Regions from separate parts of the Dromaius novaehollandiae genome. Here region 2 is linked to region 1. A link is a contact called in public Hi-C data. All regions are on one chromosome and are shown on one strand. The core of a region is the stretch at or near the end of the contact, and the rest is flanking DNA. Distances in the headings are between cores, read along the strand shown.

The links. A called contact is a pair of places that touch in the nucleus more often than the background predicts.
Region 2: a Hi-C map of brain shows a contact between it and region 1, with 7 times the contacts expected there. The contact joins the promoter of CPNE2 here to the promoter of ARL2BP in region 1. A contact is called at or near these places in 2 of 4 Hi-C or Micro-C datasets (brain and ovary).

The regions. Positions count from the first base shown.
Region 1 is chr13:1,787,165-1,792,732 of bDroNov1.hap1, forward strand. It overlaps ARL2BP (ADP ribosylation factor like GTPase 2 binding protein), which reads right to left and starts at 2,061. Exons shown (of 7, transcript XM_026104017.2): 1 at 1,933-2,061; 2 at 709-768. The coding sequence starts at 1,970. It overlaps RSPRY1 (ring finger and SPRY domain containing 1), which reads right to left. Exons shown (of 16, transcript XM_064519346.1): 16 at 2,719-5,568. The coding sequence ends at 5,497.
Region 2 is chr13:1,942,804-1,948,371 of bDroNov1.hap1, forward strand. CPNE2 (copine 2) reads right to left here and starts at 2,214. Exons shown (of 15, transcript XM_064519353.1): 1 at 2,115-2,214. It overlaps NLRC5 (NLR family CARD domain containing 5), which reads right to left. Exons shown (of 46, transcript XM_064519356.1): 46 at 5,217-5,568.

The DNA.
Region 1 (5,568 bases), core at 811-3,310:
CAGAAAATTTAAAGTATTAACTTAAAACAGAGTTTAAGCTTGAATGCTCTGACAAATCTTGTGGTGGTTTAACACAATTGCTGCCTGGTCAGGTCTAGGCCATTGCAACCCATGTTGCAGAAGCACCTGAAGGGAACATGTGGCCTTTCAGTCCACAGAGCACAAGAAACGTACCTGTGAACTACAGTGACAGAGGCACAGGCACGCATCCCCACAAGCTTTAAGAGATGAGTAGGCCAGACAAATGAGGGGGGAAGCAAGGTCTTAGAACTACTAGCATAGAATTTGTTTGAGGCCACCTGTAAAACGTCTCCCATGTCTAGAAGGGGCACATTCACACATAGAAATATTCTCTTCTTAAAATCTATAACGTAAGAGAACGTAAGGTGTCAGCAAGGAGAGGGAATTTTTGAATTTAAAAATGAACACAAAGAACAGCTTTCAGCCTATAGTATTTATTTTGATCATTCAGCAAGGGCTGTCTGGTGCTATGCTTGTTACAGCTATAGTCAGTTTGACTTCATCTAAACTCTGAACTGAAGTTATTCCCTCCTGGGACTTTCCATTGTTCCATGTCCCTGTTCTCCTAAGAGGCAGTATCTGTTAATCCGCATGGTCTAACTTCATTCTTGTAATTATATTCCCATTAAGATATTTTAACTATGAAATAGTTTATTGAAAAACTGACACAGAATAAAATCTACTTACATGGCAACACCAAAGTTTTCCTCATCTGAGGTCTCCATTTTTACTGCATAACCTATTGGTCTGGAGAAGAGACAAACCACTATATTACTGTTATTGGGGTGGTTTTCCTTTTAGGACAAACTACTAAGGGACAACATATGCCTTAGCAATAATGCCATTTCAATCTTTTAATTACCAGACACTCCTCAAATAGCTAACCAAGAGAGAACCTTTAATTTCTAGACATCAGAATTTCAGAATCATATTCATCCAAAAATCACTGTTCTCTGCTTTGCTTCAGTAATAATCCAAATCCTCAAGGAACTTTCTCAGCCTCCTCCAAGAACAGGCTCAAAATTGCACACAACTGCACTTAGTCTCTGAAAGGGGGGTTCAGGTGACCCTTATACCTTTCCTCCTGAAGCTTTCTCACTGACTGTTCTCCGGATACAAGAAAATGAGAACAGATGGGATGAAGAGGTCACCACGGTCCAGCATGTCCCAGACAGCTTACAGGCCAGGGTCTGGATGGCAATCCCAGGTGTCAGGCCCACGACCCTGGTCAGCGCTGGGCTGTGTCACGGCCGAGCGCTTGGCCCCATGGCTCTGAGCAGTCACTGACCGTCACACAAGCATGGCAGGCAGCACCCCAATGCCACTGAGATGGGTGCAGTGCAACAGCCGGCTGGATGCTGGGTGCGCAGCGGGGACACCCTGCTCCTGCCACCCTTGCTGGCTTATAACCAATGCTGGCCTTTGGAGCACCCATCTAGGGGCGGGCCCCAGCTCCCCAGCATGGCCCCACAGCTCAGAACGGGGATAAAAGAGATCCTCCCCTCCCCCCCCCCCAAACTCGGCTCCTCAGCAGAGCCAGGACGCCGGACCTGCTCCTCCCCCCTCCCCAAAAGGGGCCCAAGCAGCCCGCCTCCCTCACCTCCCTCCCCGCAAAGGGACCCAGGCGACCGGCCGCATCATCTCCCCTCTCCAAAAGGGGTCCAGGCGACGGGCCCGTATCGTGCCCTTCCCCCGAGGGACCCAGGCGCCCGGCCCTCATCATCTCTCCCCTCCCCCCCCAACAGGGACCCAGGCGTCCGGCCCGTATCGCCTCCCACCCTCCCTCAAGAGGACCCAGGTGACCAGCCCGTATCACTCGCTCTCCCAAGAGGGACCCAGGCGTCCGGCCCCTCCAATCTCCACCGCCCCCCTTAAAGAAAAGGGGCCCAGGCGTCCGCCCCCCGCACCTACCGCCGGTCACCGCAGCCAGCAGGGCCTCCCCATCGCATGCGTTACACCCCCCGCCCCCGCGGCCGTCACCTGGGAAACGCTTCCTTCCGACCCGGCCGCAGCCAACCGCAGAGCGGAGGCGGCGGCAGAGGGCCCGCCCCCAGCGGGAAGGACCAATGGGAGAGCGGAGCCGGCGCGGCGGAGCGGGCGGGCGCCACCACCGCCGCCGCCGCCGGGGGGTGGGGGGTCGCGCGGCCGCGCAGGGCGGCCCCGGCGGCAGCTCGGTGCTGGCGCGGCGGCACGGACCGAGTTAGAGGACCAGGCATCAAAGACCATCCTACGAAGAAGAAAAAAAAATATATATATATATGTATATACACACACAAGGTCCTTCCTTAGGACGCACGTAAAAGTCGCCCCTCCCGGCGCCATTATTGACGACGGTTTCCCCCCGCAGCGGGGGCCGCGTCGCCGCTCTGCCCTGCAGCAGCCCTCCTCCGCGAGGAGAAACGCAGCCGGACGGGCGAGCTCCCCGCGGGCAAAATTTAGGTCACCGCCTGTAAACCTAGGGCTGCGCTCGGGCTCTGACGGAAAGCGCTTAAACTTTGTTCCATGCAAGCTTAAAACAGCCACAGGGTGCAGAGCTCCTTTCCGTGGGGAAGGGCGTTGGGTGGTGGTGCCTAGCTCTTTCTCCGTGTTCGGCTGGGGCACCCTACGCTTCCACAGGTTGCCCTCCTCACCCTTTTGGAAGTTCTAACCTCAGCTCTCAAGAGAACTAAAGTAAAAGAACTGAAGAACAAAAGAAAAAAAAAGTCATCAATACATTTTATTTTTAACGAACAACTTGACTACAGTTCCTTTCCCCTTCTCCATTGCTCGGGTTTCCCACCTGCAGGCCTGCGAAGCCATGGTCTTCCTTCCAGGGCCCACGAGTCGCCGAGGATGGGCAGAGCAGGCCGGAGCTGACATGTCGCTGCACCAACCTCAGCGAGCGAGCCCCGCACCCAGTCGAGCACGCACCCGGGCCTGCTTTGCAAAGACAGTCCCATGCTGAATTTCAGTAGGAATCCAGCTGAATTGTACAGTCTTTCAGTTTGTGAAATGAATAGGACAGTTCTCTGCAACAGCTAAGGACTGGCGTGGTGACAGGGCTCAGAGAGAGCAGCAGGCGCTCACAGGCTCCCTCCTCCTGCACCACTGCCTTCCTCTGCACCGCGCCAGCTGTATGCAAAATGATCCAGGGCAAAATTCTCCAAAGCTTTCACATCTTTTCCAACAAACACCACAGGCACTTAGTCCCATATCCACAAAGGCATCTAGGGTCTCAGGTGTGCTCAGCTTCAATGGAACTCCATGCACCTAAAGGCCTTTGTAGACCTAAGTCTTAAGAGCTTAATCTCATACAACAGTTGATATGAATCAGGAGGCTTAGGCACTTTTGAAAATTTTACCTCAGTCAATCTTGGCCAAGGAAACCAAAACCCTGAAGTTATTAGGATCTATTAAGGCAGAGTTCCAAATGGTTCCGTCCCACTTCTTCCCTAAAGTATGGTGGGTATCTTTGTACCTTAGGGATAAAAGCTACCATTACATTCAGAAGCATTAAAAACTTGGTTTTAAATGCTTCTGAAATGCTATGAATCTTGTGGCAGTGACAACGTTGACATGTTTGCTCATTCAGCACCTAGCCGAAAGGGACTCGGCCCCAACTAGCAAAGTGGGATACACCAAAATCTAGTAAAGTACAGTCAATGAGGAAATGAAGTCCTCGTGGCATGGATTTGCCATTCTGACCTTAATCAAAACAGGCATCCAAGGTGGAAGAGAATTCACATTTTAGCAAAAAGACTAAACATGACACCATTTTTGATTCAGTTTGTATTTGGAAAAAGTCAACATGAAAATGATTTACAGAACTTTCCTAGTTCACACAGTTGACTTCAGAGGCTCACTGGAGATTTATTTTATTCTTGATGAAATTCAGCACCCTTCAGTTAGCGAAGGCAAAACATGAAAGTAGTTGCTAACAGGCTTGATTCTGGGACCTGTGCACAGTGCTCTTAGCTCCTACTTAGGTCAGCAGGAAACGAGAGTGCTCAGCATGAACAGTCAGCCCTCAGCTTTACTTTGTTAATACTTGATACTTTACTAGTACAATAAAGACAATTAAAAAAAATACATCACAGCATGAGAATTCACTACAATGGCCTCTGCTGTTGAATCATTGCCAAGAGGTGGGATGTTTTTGGTGCAAGTTGTGTGTGAATTAGCAGAGTTCTATTATATATCCAGATACTTTTAAAAAAATTAAAAACCAAAAACTGTACAAATCTTGGAAGAGACAGAGTCATATCCTCAGTTGGTGCAAAATAAGCATAACTCCACTGACTTTAGCACTACTTCTCTAATTGACACCAGATGTGAATCTGATTCCTTGTAGAAACCCAGTAAAATAGTCAAAAGCTGCCTGCTGAAATGCGTCCTTAACATATGAAGGTCACAAATGTATTATTAAAGTGGAGTAGAGATTCTCACTAAATGATCCCTACCAAAAACACAAAGTGTGGCTCCAAACCTGCTCAGAGCAGGACTGACATGTGGCAAGCAAGGTGCTTTAAGAGTTACAGAAGAGGCCTGAACTTGCTACCCAATAACTTTTTTTTTTCCTTTTAAATAAACTGGCTGAGAATTCTTCTTCAAACTTTTAAGATAGCTCAATATTTTCAAAGTGAACATAACTTTCAAAAACAATACTGATTAAAAAAAGATGATTGATGATACCTTAAAAAATACCCAGAATATCAAATTAATTCCAGTCCAGCATTACAATTAGTGAAGAATACCTCCTGAAAATTATATCCTCACAAAAAAATGTGGGTACTGAAGTTAAAAGCATCAGAAACATTACGTACTTGAAAATACCGCCAATCTTTTAACATTTAAAAACAAATCAGAACATTCTTTGGAATCACCAGGTTATTAAAAAATGTGAATTTCTCTACAGTCTCCACACTGTCTTTTCAAATCAGTCTGTGTACAGATTAAGTCTTTGAGCAGTTTAATATCCACTGGCTGAAAATACAGAGTCTCTGACCAGCAGGAGGCTACATGAAACGAGAAACATTGGCATTCTTTTTTAGTATACCAACTTCTGCCAAAAATAGAGACTATCGAGCACAAGACAGAATGGCCCTGTTCTAGGAGATATTTCCTTTCCTTTTTTTTTTTTTTTTTTTTTAAATGCATTGTATGTGTACTTCCAGTGCAAATTCTTTCAGCACTTGCGACAGGCGAGAAGGAAGGGGGGAGGAAAAGAGACACTCTCCTGTGGTCTTGCTTGGAGATAACCAATAGCCGTAACACACTGAACTACCAGCTTTCATTACTGTTGAAACCAATTCCTGTTGCTGGCAATTTGAAATAGCTTATTAAAGATTTCATTTTTAAGATAAACAGACTACAGTTTAGCATGAGATCTGGCCGTGGCTATGGTTCTATGTGCGTAAAGATTGGTTAAGAGATGCTTTCCCCCTTCGGTATTGGATGGAGTTCATTAAAAACAAGTCTGTGGTATTTCTCCACGTGTCATGAAATGTGAGAGATTTGTCTGACCCTAGTTTGTATTTCCTGTCGACACAACGGGCAGGTCTCCAGTTG
Region 2 (5,568 bases), core at 964-3,463, 160 kb after region 1:
AGTCTCCCGCCCATCACCCTGCTCCCGGCCCCTTTGATGGGGCTCAATTTGATGTCATTTCTGGCCTGCAATAATACATTTTCTGACCCCTGAAAAGCACAGTGATGTCATACACTGGCAAGAGAGCTCAAACACTGGCCCTGCTATTAAGAAATTTGTGACTTGATCTTTTCTCTCCACTGGTAAGTCTCCCCTGGCTCCCAGTGGTCTGGGGGATGCCTTGTGTGTGCATCTACGAGCACCCACATGCACAAGCGGCTGCTAGCAGCCAAAGAAGATCATTTAATAGCAGCAAAAGCAGGTACCTGGTCTGGCAGGAGGAGACCGAGGCAGGAGAAATGGGAGCGATATTCAGATCTGAGCCCTCCAGAGCTCTGTTCGCACCAGCCTGATTCCGATCCCAGCTTCTTCAACAAGGTTCAGGTGCATCTCCAGGAGGCTTCAAATTCGGGGCTCGCATTCATGGGGATTTTCCCAATTCCTTCCCCGACAGGCAGCTCAGGTTCTCGAAGAGGTAGGATCCAGCCCTTTGGAGACGTTTCTGCCACTGCTGCCCCAAAGCTTCTACTCTTGACTTACTCTGCACCCTCCTACTTCCTGTTCCACCTCTTGCGCAGGGAACAGCTAGGCAGGGTTTGTTTGCCCACAAAGTCCTACAGCACACGGCCTCGCTGGCTTTCACCAGGCTTCTCACCTAAGTTAGGGTTACTCACATGAAGACTTATCGTATCAGGTCCTCAGTCTGGCGGAGCTGATGGGAAAACACTTCCCCGCCTGTCATCCTCCGAACACTTCAGGCTGCTCTGCTTGTCGGTATCTCAGAGAACAAGGCGTCTTGCTGGGAACGGAGCTCTTACTAACGCCCCGACAGCCTTCTTCAGAGAGGGGCAGGCCATCCACCCAGGAGAGCGAGCCCTCTACATGCCCCCTCGAGCTTTACGCGACCGCGGCGTTGCACAAAGGCTATCGCGAGCTGCTACGGCAGCCAAACGCAAAGCAGCAGCACGCTGCCAGCAGCTCCCGGAGAAGCGCTTTGGCGCTCCCCAGCCTTCGGCTCACCGGTTCCCCCCCGCGACTGGCACCGAAGCTGGAGGAGAGCACGGGGCGCTCGCGACAGCGCTGCGCTACCAGGAAAAAGCTATCGAACATCCCAAACCTCCCAGAGCGTGGCCGTCAGCCGCCAGCGCCCGTCTCGGGGATCGCCCTTCCAGCGGGATTGCTTCATTAAGAGCGGGAGCTTCCGCAGACGCAGGCAACAGGTCTGCAGCCTCGTATGGCGAGCGGGATACGGAAGGGAACTTCTACACCGGAGCAGCAACGTGCCCGAAGGGAGGAAGCCGGGGACGGGGAGGAGAGCCGGGAGGAATTGGGATGGCTAATTCCAGGGGAGGGAAGGCAGAGGGGAAACCGCACCATCTCCAACGCCTGTGGCATAGGGGAAAGGGAAAAGCCCAGAAAAAGAGCAAGAGGCACCAACCGCAGTCAGGGATATTCAGGGAGATACTGGGGGAATAAAGAGAAGAGAAAACCTTTCCCGTGGTGGGGGTGCTGGGGCTGGAAGGGATTGCCGGCGAGGGCTGAAGGACCAGCGAGCGGACATCCCAGGGACGACCCCGCGGCCCTGTCCCCGCAGGTCCCCCGCACGGCGAGGCCACCGCCGGCGCTTTCGGAGCACAGCCCGCTGACAGGGGCCACCCGCCGCCGTGCCCGCTGTCCCCGGGGCCACCACGATACGTGCCACCCCGGAAGAAGTGTCACCTCGTGTCCCGGCGGGGGGACGGGGGTCCTGCCAGGCTGGCCCAACCACTGGGGTCCCGCTGTGGGCCACCTCAGGCAGGGGCAGGAGCCCCTGGCTCCTGCTGGCCCTGTCCCTTGTCCCCTGCACCTCAGCCCAGCATCCCCTTTGCCTTGTCCCCTGTCCCTTGCCTGTCCCAAGTCTCCCGTCCCCTGTCCCTCGTCCCCTGTCCCAAGTCTCCCGTCCCCTGTCCCTCGTCCCCTGTCCCTTGCGTGTCCCAGGTCTCCCGTCCCATGTCCCCCGTCCCAGGTCTCCCGTCCCCTGTCCCCTCCGTGCCCCCCCCCCCCGGCGGCGGGGGCTCCTCCCCGCCGGTACTCACCGCCGGGCCGGGCCGCGCCGGGCCGGGCCAAGCAGCTCGCCGCGGGCTCAGCGCCTCACCATGGCCGCTGCCCGCCGCCTCCCCGCGCCGCCCGGGGGGCGCGGCCGGGGCCGGTCGGGCGGGGAGAGCCGGCGGCGGGACGCCCCGCCCCCCCTCCCAGCGCCCGCGGCCCCCGCCCGGCCCCGCCCCGCCCCGGTGCCCCGCGGGACGGGGCCGCCCCCCCGGGCGCCCCTGTGGGGAGAGGCCGCGGCGGCGACCGGCCGCGGGGGGGGTGCGAACCGCAGGGTCCGGGGGGGGGGGGGGGGGGCGAAAATTGTGTTTTGTCTGCACCAAAATGAACCAAAAAAAGAGCTTTTTAGGGAGAGGATGGAGGGAATTAAGCGAGAGAACCCGCGTGCGTGGTGTCCCGGGGTGTTCCCTCTCGCTCTCCACCCAGAGTCCCCCTTGGGGCTCAGCTACCTGCTGACTGCGCGTTTCCGTTGAACGCACACCTTTCAGCGAAAAGCCTCCGCTTCGCGGCGGGACCATTTTCCGACGCAAAAAAAGGAGCCTTTCGAAAATTTCCCAATTTCCTGCGTTTTTGTATCATTACCGTGTTCTCGCCCGTTTTCCTCCCAGCCTCTCGCAGGCACGGCTCTGCCCCGCGAGCTCGGGAAAACCCTGCGCAAACGCCAGTGGAAGGGCCGGCAGGCCGCGTCCCTCGTCACCCGCCCCGCCGTGACGAAACCGCGGCTTTTCGGAAACGCCGCCTCACTTTTTCGTCAAAAACCGGCAATTTGGTGCTGCCCTGACCCCGGCGGGTACCTCAGCCTGGGTTTTGAGCCGATTTACGCCTCAGCCCCTGGGTTTTCGGGTGCCCAGGGAGGACCCTTCTCCTCCACAGGGCAGGCGACCTGCTGCCCCATATTACGCCTGTGATTCACTCCGCTCGGCCCAGGGAGCTGTCGGCCTTCTAGGCCGATACCACCGGTGTTTAGATCCAATGCACCGTTATCGTCCTGAGCTGAAGCCTGGCTTACGCGTCATCAGACTTGATGGATATTTGTACGGATTTTTTTTGATATATAGAGACAGTAATAAGACAGAAAGCCTCCCTTGGAGGCTTCAAATTACATGATTCGTCCTTTTTTGCACAGGAACATTTACTGCGGGCTTTGCTAGGGCTTTTAAAGGCTCGCTGGCAAAATAAATAAATAATCCTACACCCCCCCGTCACCTCCTTTCCCCTCTCCTGGAGCTACAGCAGTTACAGCCAGCAGATCTTTAAGGCACCGAGTCGCTTTTTGCTCCTAGTCGTGTCCCTGCCGCCCACGGCCCGTCTCCGGTGCTCAGCCACCCCCCGGGCAGGGCCTGGAGGCGCCAGGGCCACCGGGACGTGGCACAGGCGGCCCCGGAGAATGGACTCACGAGTTAGTAACGCTTGGGCTCAGCATGGGCAACGTGGCTTTTGGGGGAGCATCCGGCTGAAAGCTGAGCCCCAGCACCGTTTTTCAGGAGCAAAGCCACCTTTTTGTGCATTCAGCGCATGCCTGAACTGCGCGAGAAGTGAGGCTTGTGTCAGACCCGCCACGTTGCTTCAGCGCAGTTACCTCAAAACACCTCTTTGGAGGGAGACAGAGAGAAAGCAAGCCAGTATTTCACTAATGTCAATGTGCTTATTTTTCCCTGAAATAAGTTTTTCTGTTGTTTTCTCTCCTGCCCAACACCATTCCTCAAAGTCACAGCAGAGGTTCAGAGCTGGTGTTATCAGAGGGGAAACAGCAACTGAGGTTTCGGGCTCTATGAAATTGCATTCACTGCGTGCAAAAGCTTGCTCAGCCCATCTTCATATATTGCATAGCACAAAGCCTGGGCTCCTCGCTGCCCTCCAGCAGCGTGTTTACTTGCAGCAGTGCATTTATTTCTAAAGATCTCATCTCAGGGGGTAAAAACCCCTCTGCGTATGAAACCAGTATTGACTAGCCCATTCCTTGTCTTCCTGAGACTGCAGGGAGCCAGAAACAACAGGGATGTGTGGAGCGTCCTGATACATTTCCATTTTTTGGACCATGATACATCTGAAACCAAATCGTAACAGCTCTAAAATAGACCACGATAATTATCTAGTCAGCAATCGCTTTAGTACACGGCCATCTCACGCAATCCCAGATGGCCTCCCATGTCTTCCTGCATACCCTGAGATTAATTTAAAACCTCACAGTTGGACAAAACCTCCAGCTTCCCCTTGAGAAGTTTTCAGATGCAACTGCAAGCTGCGAATATGGAAATCAGCACACTGAGAATGGGAAGCATGGCAAGGCCAGCCTAAAAGTACCTGGCATTCAATATAAAAAACAAACTAGGGACCAATTACATCATTCTGTTTCATATGTAACTCAATCCAAATCTCAATATTTTTAATGAAATGTGCACTAAGTGTCAGAGCAACGCAGTATTTATGGGCCTAAAGCAGCAATTAAACCCAGTTAGCAGCAGAGAACACACGACCTTTGAGTGCAGGCACTCTGGGGGAAAACCCAGGCACTCAGAAGATAGCACAGAGCCCTATTTTAGCCAGTCCACATCGCTGGGCTGTAGACAACTGCTTTCCATTTTTGGGTTTTTGCTGACACCTGGTGTTCTGGAAAAGATGCCGTCTGATTATGTCCTGCAAGTGCCTTTGCTTTGGTTATGATGACCACTCTTCTCAGGTCAGAGAGATGTGTGTTTGGGAGCTAATCTTGAATTCTGAAAAGAACCTGAGAAATCCAAGCGTGCCCTTAGATTTCAGAGGCACTCCTTATTGTCTGAAGTCAACAGAAACGCTGCATGAACAGCTTTAGCATGCCTTGTTATGTTCTCACAAGCCTCGCTGTATTTGATGTATGGTTCCTAACATCAGGAGCCAGGGGAATTGTAGGGGAGGGAATCTCAGGTTTCATTTATTTTTAAACAGCACATTTCATTGCAAGGGAAAATAATCCGGTATTGTGATCCAAACCCAACAGACCTTTGTTAGAATGGTTGCTCTACCCAAGGCAGCCATTTAGGGTTAAGCATCCAAGACCCACAAACCGTAAGTGACTGGAAACAGAAAACGAAAAAGAATCCATGATCAAGCACTCAAAGTGACATTCTTATTTATTCAGTTAGAGCACATTTTTTCCCATCAAAAAAAGGCAGGAAAAACAATATACAGGATGGCATGTTTCAAACCAGTGAAAGAGGAAAATAAATTAGCATGGCACCCGAACAACTTAAAATACAAGAGTGCTTGTCATCAATACAAGCAATACGATACAACGGAGCTAGGCAGACATCTGTTTGACAGTGGCCATGTCTATTTTTCCCCATGGTACACAGACCTGCGATAACAGCCAAAAGACTCTTGCTGTGGTCGCTTTTGAAGATGTCAAAATGGCCATTACAAAGTACATTATGAAGTACGATCCCAGTACTTTTCTCCTCCATACAG